2 separate regions of the Mus musculus genome follow, and region 1 is linked to region 2. The links are chromatin contacts, called in public HiChIP or PLAC-seq maps. All regions are on one chromosome and are shown on one strand. The core of a region is the stretch at or near the end of the contact, and the rest is flanking DNA. Distances in the headings are between cores, read along the strand shown. Region 1 has its middle 20 kb from the start of Gm33970. Region 2 overlaps Serpine2 (serine (or cysteine) peptidase inhibitor, clade E, member 2).

Evidence for each region. HiChIP or PLAC-seq counts read pairs in DNA pulled down with a chosen protein or histone mark.
Region 1: a contact with region 2 is called in an H3K27ac HiChIP or PLAC-seq map of heart atrium, with 2.6 times the contacts expected there. The contact joins two enhancer-like sites. A contact is called at or near these places in 1 of 484 Hi-C or Micro-C datasets (uterus) and 3 of 115 datasets of contacts at active chromatin or transcription factors (CD8 T cells, acute myeloid leukemia and heart atrium).

Annotation. Positions count from the first base shown.
Region 1 is chr1:80,015,415-80,021,121 of GRCm38.p6, forward strand. No RefSeq gene overlaps it. Among named protein-coding and RNA genes, the nearest start is that of Gm33970, 20 kb to the right of the region's middle. Within about 2 kb of position 3,402, at least 24 of the 459 cell types and tissues checked have an H3K27ac peak or open chromatin away from gene starts, as enhancers often do. A contact at or near this core is called in heart atrium, where this site is marked.
Region 2 is chr1:79,823,156-79,829,487 of GRCm38.p6, forward strand. All of the region lies in intron 1 of Serpine2 (serine (or cysteine) peptidase inhibitor, clade E, member 2), which reads right to left. Among named protein-coding and RNA genes, the nearest start is that of Serpine2, 32 kb to the right of the region's middle. Within about 2 kb of position 1,261, at least 79 of the 459 cell types and tissues checked have an H3K27ac peak or open chromatin away from gene starts, as enhancers often do. A contact at or near this core is called in heart atrium, where this site is marked.

The DNA.
Region 1 (5,707 bases), core at 2,152-4,651, 190 kb after region 2:
CATATATTCTGTCATTGGCAAAGAGGTCTGGCTGCCATGAAATTGGGCAGGTAGGAAAAGGATGGTGGCTCGGATTAGGCTAGTGACAGAGCTATAGAGGAGAGACTAGACTTAGGTATACACTTGGGAATCAAGTAAATAGGACATGCAGCTTGCTGGTGTGTGCAGAGGAAGCTGTGGTGAGAGCTCATAGCAGCATCCAACTTGCGGTGTGGGTTCTCAAAGAGCAACCACAGGGGTTGATTGAGCATGTCATTTACTGCAATGTGAACCACAGTGGGAGGAGCGATTTCTGGGAAGATGACAGGATCCATTTTGAACATGTGGAGAAGGATGTGCTGATGAGGCAGTCCGTGGGATGTGGAGAAGGCGTTTAAATATAAGGGAAGATCTAAGCTGTACTAGGCTCTGAACTTGACATCTAAATGAGAGTGGCAGGCATTCAAGTTGAAGCCCAAGAATAATATAAAGTATGAAAAGAAGGAGGCCCACCAGTGATCCCCTGGGGCAGCACAACATCTGAAGGGTGAATAGAGGGGAACAAATCAACAAAGGAGTGACCCTGGAAACTGAATGGATACCAACAGTTTAGGGTGACATTTGTGTCAAGATGAGATGTCTCAAGAATGTAATCTCTATGAAGAGAGCAGCTATGATTATTATGTCAAAGATGACAGAGCGGTCAACTTTGATTTGGCTCATTCATGTAATATATACGTATGTACATATAAATTATGTCTATACGCATACACACACACCACATACACATATATACATATATATTGGAATATATATACATATATATTCCATGTGTGTGGCTTGATGGCTATATGCTATATGTACCAGGCACAAGTTATAAAGAGAATAAGAAAGGTCAGCTCAGTGAAAAAAGAATACAGACATCAGAACTGGGTTGGAAGAACCAGGGAAGAACCACCTTTGAAATTTGCTGTTCTTTTCATTTGCTTTTGAAGGCCTAGAGGCCTTTGATGATAAAATGAAATCAGTAGAGACTGACCACGGGCATATCAAGAGTGGATAGTAATGGCCCTGAGGAGAACAGTGAATGAGGTCATGGGCTCCACCTTTCCAGTACCCCCCATCACTGACACAGGCAGGGGAGGAAGATGGCATCTCAGGCTGATGCTTTGAAGCTCTGCTTATGTCTTAGAGTTTCCTCTTTCTCTGTGATGTGTGAGACAAGGCCACCTACAAAGAAAGGTCATTGGTAGAAATCTTCAGCTTAAGAAAAGTCATTGTGTGAAGTGGGGATTTTGGAGAGTGAAAGATGATGATACCTAGGAAATTGTGAGAGTTCCTTTGCTGTTGGGAAGCCTATTGGTCGTCATTTCATGGGGACATGAGCACATTAAATTAATATTCTATAGTTGTTGTCATTGGGTGGTTCTAGTACAGCAAAGAGGTATAGTTGGCTTCATTAAGATTTGGGGTTTTATTCTCTGGTTGGTACAAGGGGATGCTGTGTAGCAGAGGTTGAATAGTAACCCTTCCTCTCATGACATTCACTGATACAGGCGTTTTTGAGTCTTTGTTATTTAGTCCTTCCAATGGCCATTCCTTTCAGCTTACACTCCTGTTTTGGAAGGTCCACTTCATACAGACCTTTCTCTGGTGATCTCCCAGGATAGGTTAAAAAAATGAATATGTTTTTTTTTTCTTGTTTGGAGTTTAAACTGATTCTGCAGGACGAGCCTTAGACAATCCAAATAGCTTCTTTCACCAACACTTTCCCTCTTTCCCTGTTGAATTGTCCCCAATCTCAGGATCTCTTCTTCCTTACTTAGAACCACTACACTAGAGCTTCCTCTTAGCCCAATGTCCTCTTGGGAGAAGAACTACCCTACACATTTGTGCTGAATAAAGAGCATTTTTGCTTAAAAGGAACAGGGAACTTTCCAAGAGGGCTGGGAACAAGCAACTGAAAACATCACTGAGCTGTATGAAAGATTTTTACTTCATTTTTCTAAATTCGTACTTCATGGGGCTGAAAGTAAAAATGGGATACAGATTAAGGCTCTATATTTTGCTTGAAGGCCAGGGGCCAGAGGGAAGAGATTAGGATTTAAAGGAGTTGCCTGGTACGCATTTTGGAATGTAGAGGAGAAGTACCAAGAGATAGGTAAGATACGGTAGATACTTAGATCCTGCAAGGTTCATTGTGTCCAAGATCTGGGGTCCATAATCCAAACATTGGACTCAACTTCCTCATGAATAACTGGTCTGAGATGCTCCCCTGGGGGAAGTGATGTCAATGACTAAGTCACCTGATATTTATTTATTTATTTATTTATTTATTTATTTATTTATTTATTTAATGTATATGAGTACATGGCCCTGCTTGCTCTGGCCCCACTTGCTCTGGTCAATCCAGCTCAAGCGATTTATTTATATCTAATACACTGTAGCTGTCTTCAGACTCACCAGAGGAGGCTGTCAGATCTGATTACGGATGGTTGTGAGCCACCAAGTGGTTGCTGGGATTTGAACTCAGGACCTTCGGAAGAACAGTCAGTGCTCTTAACCACTGAGTCATCTCTCCAGCCCACATCTGATCTTTTCAAATGACAATTTGATTGTATTGTGTATATTACCTTTCCCATCTTGGAGCCCTGAAGATTTGACTTGTGAAAGTAACTACACAGTCACCCCTCTACCTCCCACTGTTAAGTCATCTACCCTCCCTTTCATGAGCCATGTTATCTCTGTGAGGCCTTTATGTGTACAGTTTCCTACTAGAATACTTCTTCTCATTTACTATCTAGCTGATCAAGACTCAGCTTTTCTAAGAACTTAACTAAAATTTCTTTTATTTTAAGCCATCTCACCTAAATCCCCCGACTGAGACAATCCCTCTTTTCATAGATGGTCAAATAGCATTGCTATTCTTATCATGATTATAACTACCCACTGTTCATGGGATTGTTTTCTTCACAAGACTGAATCTCATAAGGGCAGTGATCAAGTGTGCGAGGACAATGTGTGGCACTTACTCCTGGCCTTAGCAAATACTTGTCAGATCTATGAAAAAAGTGCCCCTCCTCCATTTACCTTGTTCTATCTATGGTACACGTTTGCTGACGTCAGTCCTACGTGGCTCAGCTGTTGAGTATGACTGATTCAACCGCCTATGCTCCCAGGTCTTCCAGTGACAGCGGAATGCTGTTGGGGATGGGGAGTAAGGTGGGGGTGGGCTCTAAGAACTCTGATGTCCCTTTAATTACTTTTTTTTAGAACTTGTCTGAAGCTATTTTAGAAGTTGACTTTTGTGGTTTGGCTGTGGTTTAGTAATTTCCCTGAAAGACAGGAGCCCTGGGACTGTTTGCCTGAGAAGCAGCTCGCCCATCCTTTCTGGATAAGAGCACATTGTTTCTTTCTTCAAAACTGGCCTTCACAGCTATGTTTCTTGGTGACGAGCCCAGGAAAGGCAACAGCTGCAGAGTCTCTGTGGTCCCAGGGGTGCCTAAGGTCAAAAGGTCAAGCGGTCGATTCTTTTTTCTTTTTCTGTTTTACAGAAAGATATCCCTGTACCAATGACGTCCAGTCCAAAAGCTCACTCTCTTGGATTCTAAACCTAATTTCCTGCCATAGGCTTCCAGAACTGCTATTTCCCAAATGGCCTAGCTTAGTAACTAACAAATTTGTGCACAGCATTTGCATGCGTGTGTGTGTGTGTGTATACACTCGTGTGACTGCGGATTCAACCTAGCATCTCCTGCATTACAGGCAAGCTCTCTACCACTAAGCTTCATCCCTAGTTTTGTTTTTTGTTTTTTTCTTACATGCTCATCAATTTCCTAAACATTGAGTGTTACAGAGAAACAAAATGCAGAGTGGTTTGTGCTTCTAGTAGTAAAGTAGCCTCTATGTTGAATGTGTGCACAAAGACTTGGTATTGTCAAACTCCACATAATGTTAATCAGGATTCCCTCCCTCACCTTTGGCTCTTCCAGGCAAATAATTAGATTCAAAGGTGGTATAAACCAATCATGAAGAATGAGGTTACTATCTGATAAAAAAATGTTCATCTGGCTTAGACTTGGCTATCACAGTATCCAGGCCAGAGGCACTACTGATAAATAAACATAGCACAGACTTCAGAGAGGTTCAGCCTCCCAGGAAAAGCTACTTTCTCTATAAGAGCTTGGATCCTGGCAGCGGCAAGCCATTTGGCCTGCAGAAATCCATGACACGGAGTCACAGAGGATGACAAAAATCTAGTTTTCTAGTTGGTTCTCTGGGAGTCATGTGTGAAAAGTCTGCAGCTGAGGTGAGTTAATTATGAAAATGAGGCAGCTGAAGCACAATGCATATGCATCAGCTGCTTCTGCAAGGATGAGACGCAAAGTCTTGAAAACAACATAAAGGTTTGTCTGCCCATCCCTTGGCAGACTTGATGGAACAGTGCAGCTCGCCCATGGTGGCTGGTACTCAGAAAGAAGGGAAATTAGAAGAGACTAAGGAGAAACATTGTAAAAGGACATATCCTCAATGGCCTGCCTCCACCAGTAAGGCTGCACCCCTTTCCTTTGCCACCGCCCAATAGCGCCATTATATGGGGCATCGGGGAGACAGCCCATTCATATCCGAGGTTTTCACTGTTTAATTTTCTCCAGACCTTTTACTTGTCTTTTAGGTAACTCTCAATATAATCAAATTGAAAAATCAAGATTAATTATCATAGCTAAGCAATCTTTATGCAAATCTTCATTTACTCAGAGAAAGTGTTAATCCATGCTCCATCCATCCATCCATCCATCCATCCATTCATCCATTCATCCACTCACTTTATTCACCAACTACCCACTGACCAGCAGGCAGTGGGGTTAGAAGATAAGTCAGGTAAAACGTTTCCATTTCACATATGTTTTCCCCAGGCATTTCAGATGTGTTTGCATTGCTGATGGGCATGAGTAAAACTTAATAATCTTTATAATTTATTTTGAGCCCGTAAACATTAAAGAAGAGGGAGTAATGCAGGGGCAATGAAATCCTACTTGGCTTTGTTGGACCCCATTTTTCTCATCTGAAAACATGGGACCAATTTCATGTCACATGATTTCTGATCAGCTTTATAAATATAAAGTGAAACCAAATTTTTCTAAAAGGTCTGATTGGTCACTGCTTTTTTCCCCACCAATCTTTGACTCTAAAACATTGTAACTTGAACCACCATTTTATGATGGCTAACAGTCCTACCTATCAGCAATATTATCAAAAGTTACTGGGACCCCTGTATTTCATTGCCATCTAAGCTCCTTCAGTTATATTCCTACAGTAGGTGGAAGCTTCTGCAAGAATTAAGATGGATGCTCATGTCTGGTGCATCAGATGGGATGCCTGCCCAGTCACTGAAGGTGGTCATTGGAGTGTCTGAAGGTAGACGTTGCTGTTCCATAGTAATTGGAATTTTGACATGGTTTCTCAGAGCTCCCAGGATGTTCCTAGAAACGTCAGCAAGAGATGTAAGGCTTCTTTTGAACTCTCCTTTGTAGTCTCAGAATGCTACACCTACCACATTCTGTTCAACAAAACATTTCACAAATGCCAGCTCGGACTCAAGGGAAGGTACGGCAGATTAAATCTCTTTGGGGAATTGAATAGACCTCATGGAAGCAGGTACAGACATCCTGAGAGTTAACGTTCTCAGTGTAAGAGACCTTGTTCTTTTATCCATTGAATCATGAGG
Region 2 (6,332 bases), core at 11-2,510:
TAGTTGTAAAAATAATTGTATAAACTCAGCCTGTCTGAATTCACAATCTGTAAGTGACCTACATACGCTCCCACGTAGCCCTCTACTGTGGTCAGTGGTGGCCGTATTTTGACTCTGGCACCTTGGACCGGTTCTAATACCATGACAATTGCTCGAGTTTCCTGGAGCCTGTTGGACCTTGGAGGGCTTCCAAGCACTGACCATGGGAGCTTTGCTCACTGCTCCTACAAGCTAGCCCAGATTTTCCTTCTTCACTTTCTCCCCGTGGGGGTCGAGTTTCCTTTTTGAAACTTGACATACCACAAACGAATTGCAGATACAGAGAATGTGTAGAATCCTTGTATCCACCAACCTTGTCAATTTCTGATACTGACTCCTAAGAAACTCTGTTGGGTCAGGGAATGTTTGAATAAATGGTTGGGTTTGTACACCCAAAAGGCACAAAAGAACATGTTGTTTTTGTCACTGGTAGCTGAAAGCTGAGGGGGTGGGGGTGGGGGTGGGCGGGTGCTGAGGAGGACAAAAGGAAGTAAAGATCTTAAGAGTCCCAATATCTTGGCATCAGCATGCATAGTCTCCCAAACAAAGTTACTCTAGTTACCAGAACTTTGCTCAGTTATGACTTTTTTTCTTTTTAAGAACAGTTTCATTATACTGGGGGTGTTTTTCTTGGTTTCTTTGATGGGGGAAGTTTTTGAAAGATGTCCACATTCGGCTTCTTAAATGCACACTGGGCAGTTTCCAGGCTGTGTGAATCTTGGAATCAGGGCTATTATTGATGGATGGCCAAATTTTCTCCAATATAAACTCACCTGGCTTGTACACACGTCTAAGTTCATGAGCCTGGAGGAGAGGGATGGATCCGTAACTCGCTCCAGGCTTGCATAAGTGCTAATAACGAATGATACTCCTATGCCCAGAGAGGCCAGTTTACACGAAATAAGTGTGGCAAGTTTTAAAAGGCTTCGTCTCAAGAACAGGGAGAGCCCAGCCATGGAAGAACGCAGCAACTTCCTGCTTACTTTCACTTTTAAAAGAAATCACTCTTCAAACTTTAGTATGAGAGAAAGACTAAGTGTGTGGCCCAAATGTACCGAGAACTGTGGATACACAGGTTTATAAATCTGTTCTCGACTGTCTCAATTTCTTGAATAACGTTTTTACAGCAATAAAAAGCAATTCACGTGCTTTAGGCTATCACTGAGGGAGATCATATGCCTACCAATAAAGCTGCTGCCACAGGCACAGCCTTCCAAATGCTGGCTTTCTCCTGCTCCAAGACTTTCTCCCTTCCCAGTGAGGGGAATGTTCCTGAAGTAATTGGGTAGTGCTCTGAGTGTTAAGCATGGCTTAGCGCGGTAAATAATGGGCTGCTAGCTTTGCAAATGCCAGACTCAAAATGCATACTTGAAAATGTGTCACTTGCCCATGGCAGACGTGAGGGAAAAGCATGCCATAGACCCTATGGCTTCAACTGTCACTTCTACACAGGCAGAGCTGAAATTTCTGCTCATTTCACTCTCAAGCTTTCGGCGGCTTGCTCCCACATTTCCGTTTGATTGGTCATGGCACTCCTTTGACCTGGGTGGGATGGGATCCTCCATCGGTGGGCTATAGAGACCATCAGTTTCCCAGTTCTCCTCTTTGGGGGCTCTTAATGGCCCTGGGCTTCCCTTTACTTTTCTGTTGTTCAGTTAGAGATGAGCAGAACTCTTTCAACTCTTCCAGTGTTTTAAGCCTTCCCTGATTGCCTCTGATGGCTTCTTCACCCCCTTCTCTGCATACATTATCCCTCTCTGCATCTCTCACTTGGCTTCTTTTCAAATTATCCCACCTCCTTCCCATTAGTCAGGAAGCTCACAGAAAAAAAAAGAACCAGTGGCCTTTAGAGTCCTGGGGCCCACAGGGTCTATTTAGAGCTGTATCATGGGTATGCACTAAATCAGAGGCAGAAGTGAGGGTAATCCCACTGCTCAGAGCTTGGTTTGAAGTGTAGCGTTTCCAAAATATTTTAGGAAACTAAAATTCAGGAGACAGCACATTCAAGTCTGGATTTAGAGTTACAGGAAATGTGAAAAAAGAGAGGGCTAGTTCTGTTGGGGCCCCAGTCTCACCACAAATGTCCTGTTTCAGGGCTGCCTCTCTGGGGCCTGGTCATGTGCCTTGATTTCTGCAGCCCTCACTGCCTTCTGCCTGGGAATCTGCTGTCTACCCCTAGCCTGCGATGCATAGGGACCTGGAAACAGAGCCCTAGACAGCCTCATTGCTGACCTACTAAATAAGAGAATATGAGCTAGCCCTGCAAACGGGGGCATTTGTTTTCTACTTAACAAGCTATTTTTATATAAAACATACCTTCTCTACAGCACAAGCAGATGATAAATACCATGTCCATGTGTTCTACTTAATATAGCAGGTTTATGGAAATGGACTAGTGTGAAGAGAACATGACAGAGATCTACAGGTTCTAAGACTTTGTTGCTTCTCTGCTCTTGGGGACCCAAGAGTGTCTAAAGAAAGAACAGTAGTCTATCCTCCACCACTTGCTAACATACGCTGGAAGAGCTAACAATAATAAACTACATGTGAATGCATGCACACACACACACACACACACACACACACACACAGACATATACATACTGTATTATGGAAAATTTCAAAAACACATAAAATATATGGAAAAATGTAAGTCAACAGTATTTGGCATTTAATAATGATAATGATCAATTCATGGCTTATCTCTTGAAAAACAAATATTATTCTGAAGCAAACTATAAATATATAACAGCACTCAGAATCATTCTAATATATATCCTAATTAGGATATAAATTCACAATATCATTATCACCTTGCAAAAGTCAGTAACTCTTCAATATGTCAATTATCAAGTGTTCACACTGTCCTGACTGTATTCTATTATATTTTTAATTTTATATGAATCAAGGTAGTCATAAGCTCTATCCATTATAACTCAATAACTCTCTTGCTTTTTTAGAACAACAACACAAATTCTTTTTTTTTTTTTCCATTTTTTATTAGGTATTTAACTCATTTACATTTCCAATGCTATACCAAAAGTCCCCCATATCCACCCACCCCCACTCCCCTGCCCACCCACTCCCCCTTTTTGGCCCTGGTGTTCCCCTGTACTGGGGCATATAAAGTTTGCAAGTCCAATGGGCCTCTCTTTCCAGTGATGGCCGACTAGGCCATCTTTTGATATATATGCAGCTAGAGTCAAGAGCTCCGGGGTACTGGTTAGTTCATAATGTTGTTGCACCTATAGGGTTGCAGATCCCTTTAGCTCCTTGGCTACTTTCTCTAGCTCCTCCATTGGGAGCCCTATGATCCATCCATTAGCTGACTGTGAGCATCCACTTCTGTGTTTGCTAGGCCCCGGCATAGTCTCACAAGAGATAGCTACATCTGGGTCCTTTCAATAAAATCTTGCTAGTGTATGCAATGGTGTCAGCGTTTGGATGCTGATGATGGGGTGGATCCCTGGATATGGCAGTCTCTACATGGTCCATCCTTTCATCTCAGCTCCAAACTTTGTCTCTGTAACTCCTTCCATGGGTGTTTTGTTCCCAAATCTAAGGAGGGGCATAGTGTCCACACTTCAGTCTTCATTCTTCTTGAGTTTCATGTGTTTAGCAAATTATATCTTATATCTTGGGTATCCTAGGTTTGGGGCTAATATCCACTTATCAGTGAATACATATTGTGTGAGTTTCTTTGTGAATGTGTTACCTCACTCAGGATGATGCCCTCCAGGTCCATCCATTTGGCTAGGAATTTCATAAATTCATTCTTTTTAATAGCTGAGTAGTACTCCATTGTGTAGATGTACCACATTTTCTGTATCCATTCCTCTGTTGAGGGGCATCTAGGTTCTTTCCAGCTTCTGGCTATTATAAATAAGGCTGCTATGAACATAGTGGAGCATGTGTCCTTCTTACCTGTTGGGGCATCTTCTGGATATATGCCCAGGAGAGGTATTGCTGGATCCTCCGGTAGTACTATGTCCAGTTTTCTGAGGAACCGCCAGACTGATTTCCAGAGTGGTTGTACAAGCCTGCACTCCCACCAACAATGGAGGAGTGTTCCTCTTTCTCCACATCCTCGCCAGCATCTGCTGTCACCTGAATTTTTGATCTTAGCCATTCTGACTGGTGTGAGGTGGAATCTCAGGGTTGTTTTGATTTGCATTTCCCTGATGATTAAGGATGTTGAACATTTTTTCAAGTGCTTCTCTGCCATTCGGTATTCCTCAGGTGAGAATTCTTTGTTCAGTTCTGAGCCCCATTTTTTAATGGGGTTATTTGATTTTCTGAAGTCCACCTTCTTGAGTTCTTTATATATGTTGGATATTAGTCCCCTATCTGATTTAGGATAGGTAAAGATCCTTTCCCAATCTGTTGGTGGTCTTTTTGTCTTATTGACGGTGTCTTTTGCCTTGCAGAAACTTTGGAGTTTCATTAGGTCCCATTTGTCAATTCTCGATCTTACAGCACAAGCCATTGCTGTTCTGTTCAGGAATTTTTCCCCTGTACCCATATCTTCAAGGCTTTTCCCCACTTTCTCCTCTATAAGTTTCAGTGTCTCTGGTTTTATGTGAAGTTCCTTGATCCACTTAGATTTGACATTAGTACAAGGAGATAAGTATGGATCGATTCGCATTCTTCTACACGATAACAACCAGTTGTGCCAGCACCAATTGTTGAAAATGCTGTCTTTCTTCCACTGGATGGTTTTAGCTCCCTTGTCGAAGATCAAGTGACCATAGGTGTGTGGGTTCATTTCTGGGTCTTCAATTCTATTCCATTGGTCTATTTGTCTGTCTCTATACCAGTACCATGCAGTTTTTATCACAATTGCTCTGTAGTAAAGCTTTAGGTCTGGCATGGTGATTCCACCAGAGGTACTTTTATCCTTGAGAAGACTTTTTGCTATCCTAGGTTTTTTGTTATTCCAGACAAATTAACAACACAAATTCTTAAGATGCTTTATTTTTAGCTTTGGTTCTAATACCACGGGAATTTGGTAACTGCATTCCTCTGTCGTATGTAAAATGGATAGAGTCAGAACAGGGTTGTTGACAGCAGAAACAGTATGGTGTGAAGAAGAGAAAATTTTCTGTCTGGAAGGCTGTCAAACCCCCACCCCACCCCCACCTCACCCCCACCCCCCACCTCCAATCTAGAGGCTAAGCAGCTCACTCAATTCATTCTTCGGGTAAGACCACTTTGTAATTGTGTTGTCCAAAGTAGTAGGGTAGGGAGACTAATCAACTGCTCTCTTTGCTTTTGTTTCATGATTGTTGCCCAGGTACCTTTTTTATTAGGGGATGCAACATGGTACATGCTGTAATAATTAAGTTTCCTCCATTCACTGGTAGGAATATAAATAAAAAGAAAACCTACATAGCTGACTACTCTGAGCTTCTCTCTCTCTCTCTCTCTCTCTCTCTCTCTCTCTCTGTGTGTGTGTGTGTGTGTGTGTGTGTGTGTGTGTGGTGTTAAAGCTGGGACAAATATGCAGAAGAGTTCTCATTTTCAAAAAGACTTTGTGAGAAAATTCTGAGTTCACTAGAGTGTTGTTTTGTTTTCCTGTCATTACAAACTCATATTTTTCAACATCTTCTAGGGGCTTGATCCACTGTAAATATTAATTCTTGTTGAGACTCAAAATAAGTCACTTCAAGTTGAAACATCCAATTTGATCGCATAGTGTCCTCAGCTTCCTTGTCTTCTGTTCCTTGGGTTCATACAGTCAGTCACTTCTCTTGCTCTTTTTAGAGTAAAACAGTATTTACAGATTGTAGAGAGAATATCTTGTGTATTCTATGGATGCATTACTTGTCAATTAAAAAACTTATGGCCTATAAGAAAGGGTAGAATAGAAAGTGGGACATCCAGGAAGCAAACCAGATTCTGGGATAGAGCCAGGCAAAGGAAGTTGGCCTGGGGAGATTTGACAAGATGGACACATGGTACCTGGGCACATGTAGCAGAGTGGCAGAATGGAGGTTCAAAGTCTTGGGTTATTTTAAGTTATGATCTCGTCAGAGTAGAGCCTAGCTACACGGCCAAGGTATTTGTAAAGATATTTCAGGTCTGAGTCTTATTTCTGGGAGCCTGGGGCTGGGAGGAAGAACTGGACCTAAGAGATCGCATTTCATAAATCCCATAAGTGATAGCAATATTGCGAGACAGAGACAATGAAGCGCCCACATTTATTTATGTTGTTCTCTGGGGGAGTATCTAAAACTTGCTTGCAAATGAATTGCCTTGCTTCCCAGGGCTAAGAAAGACATAGGAGGCTCAAT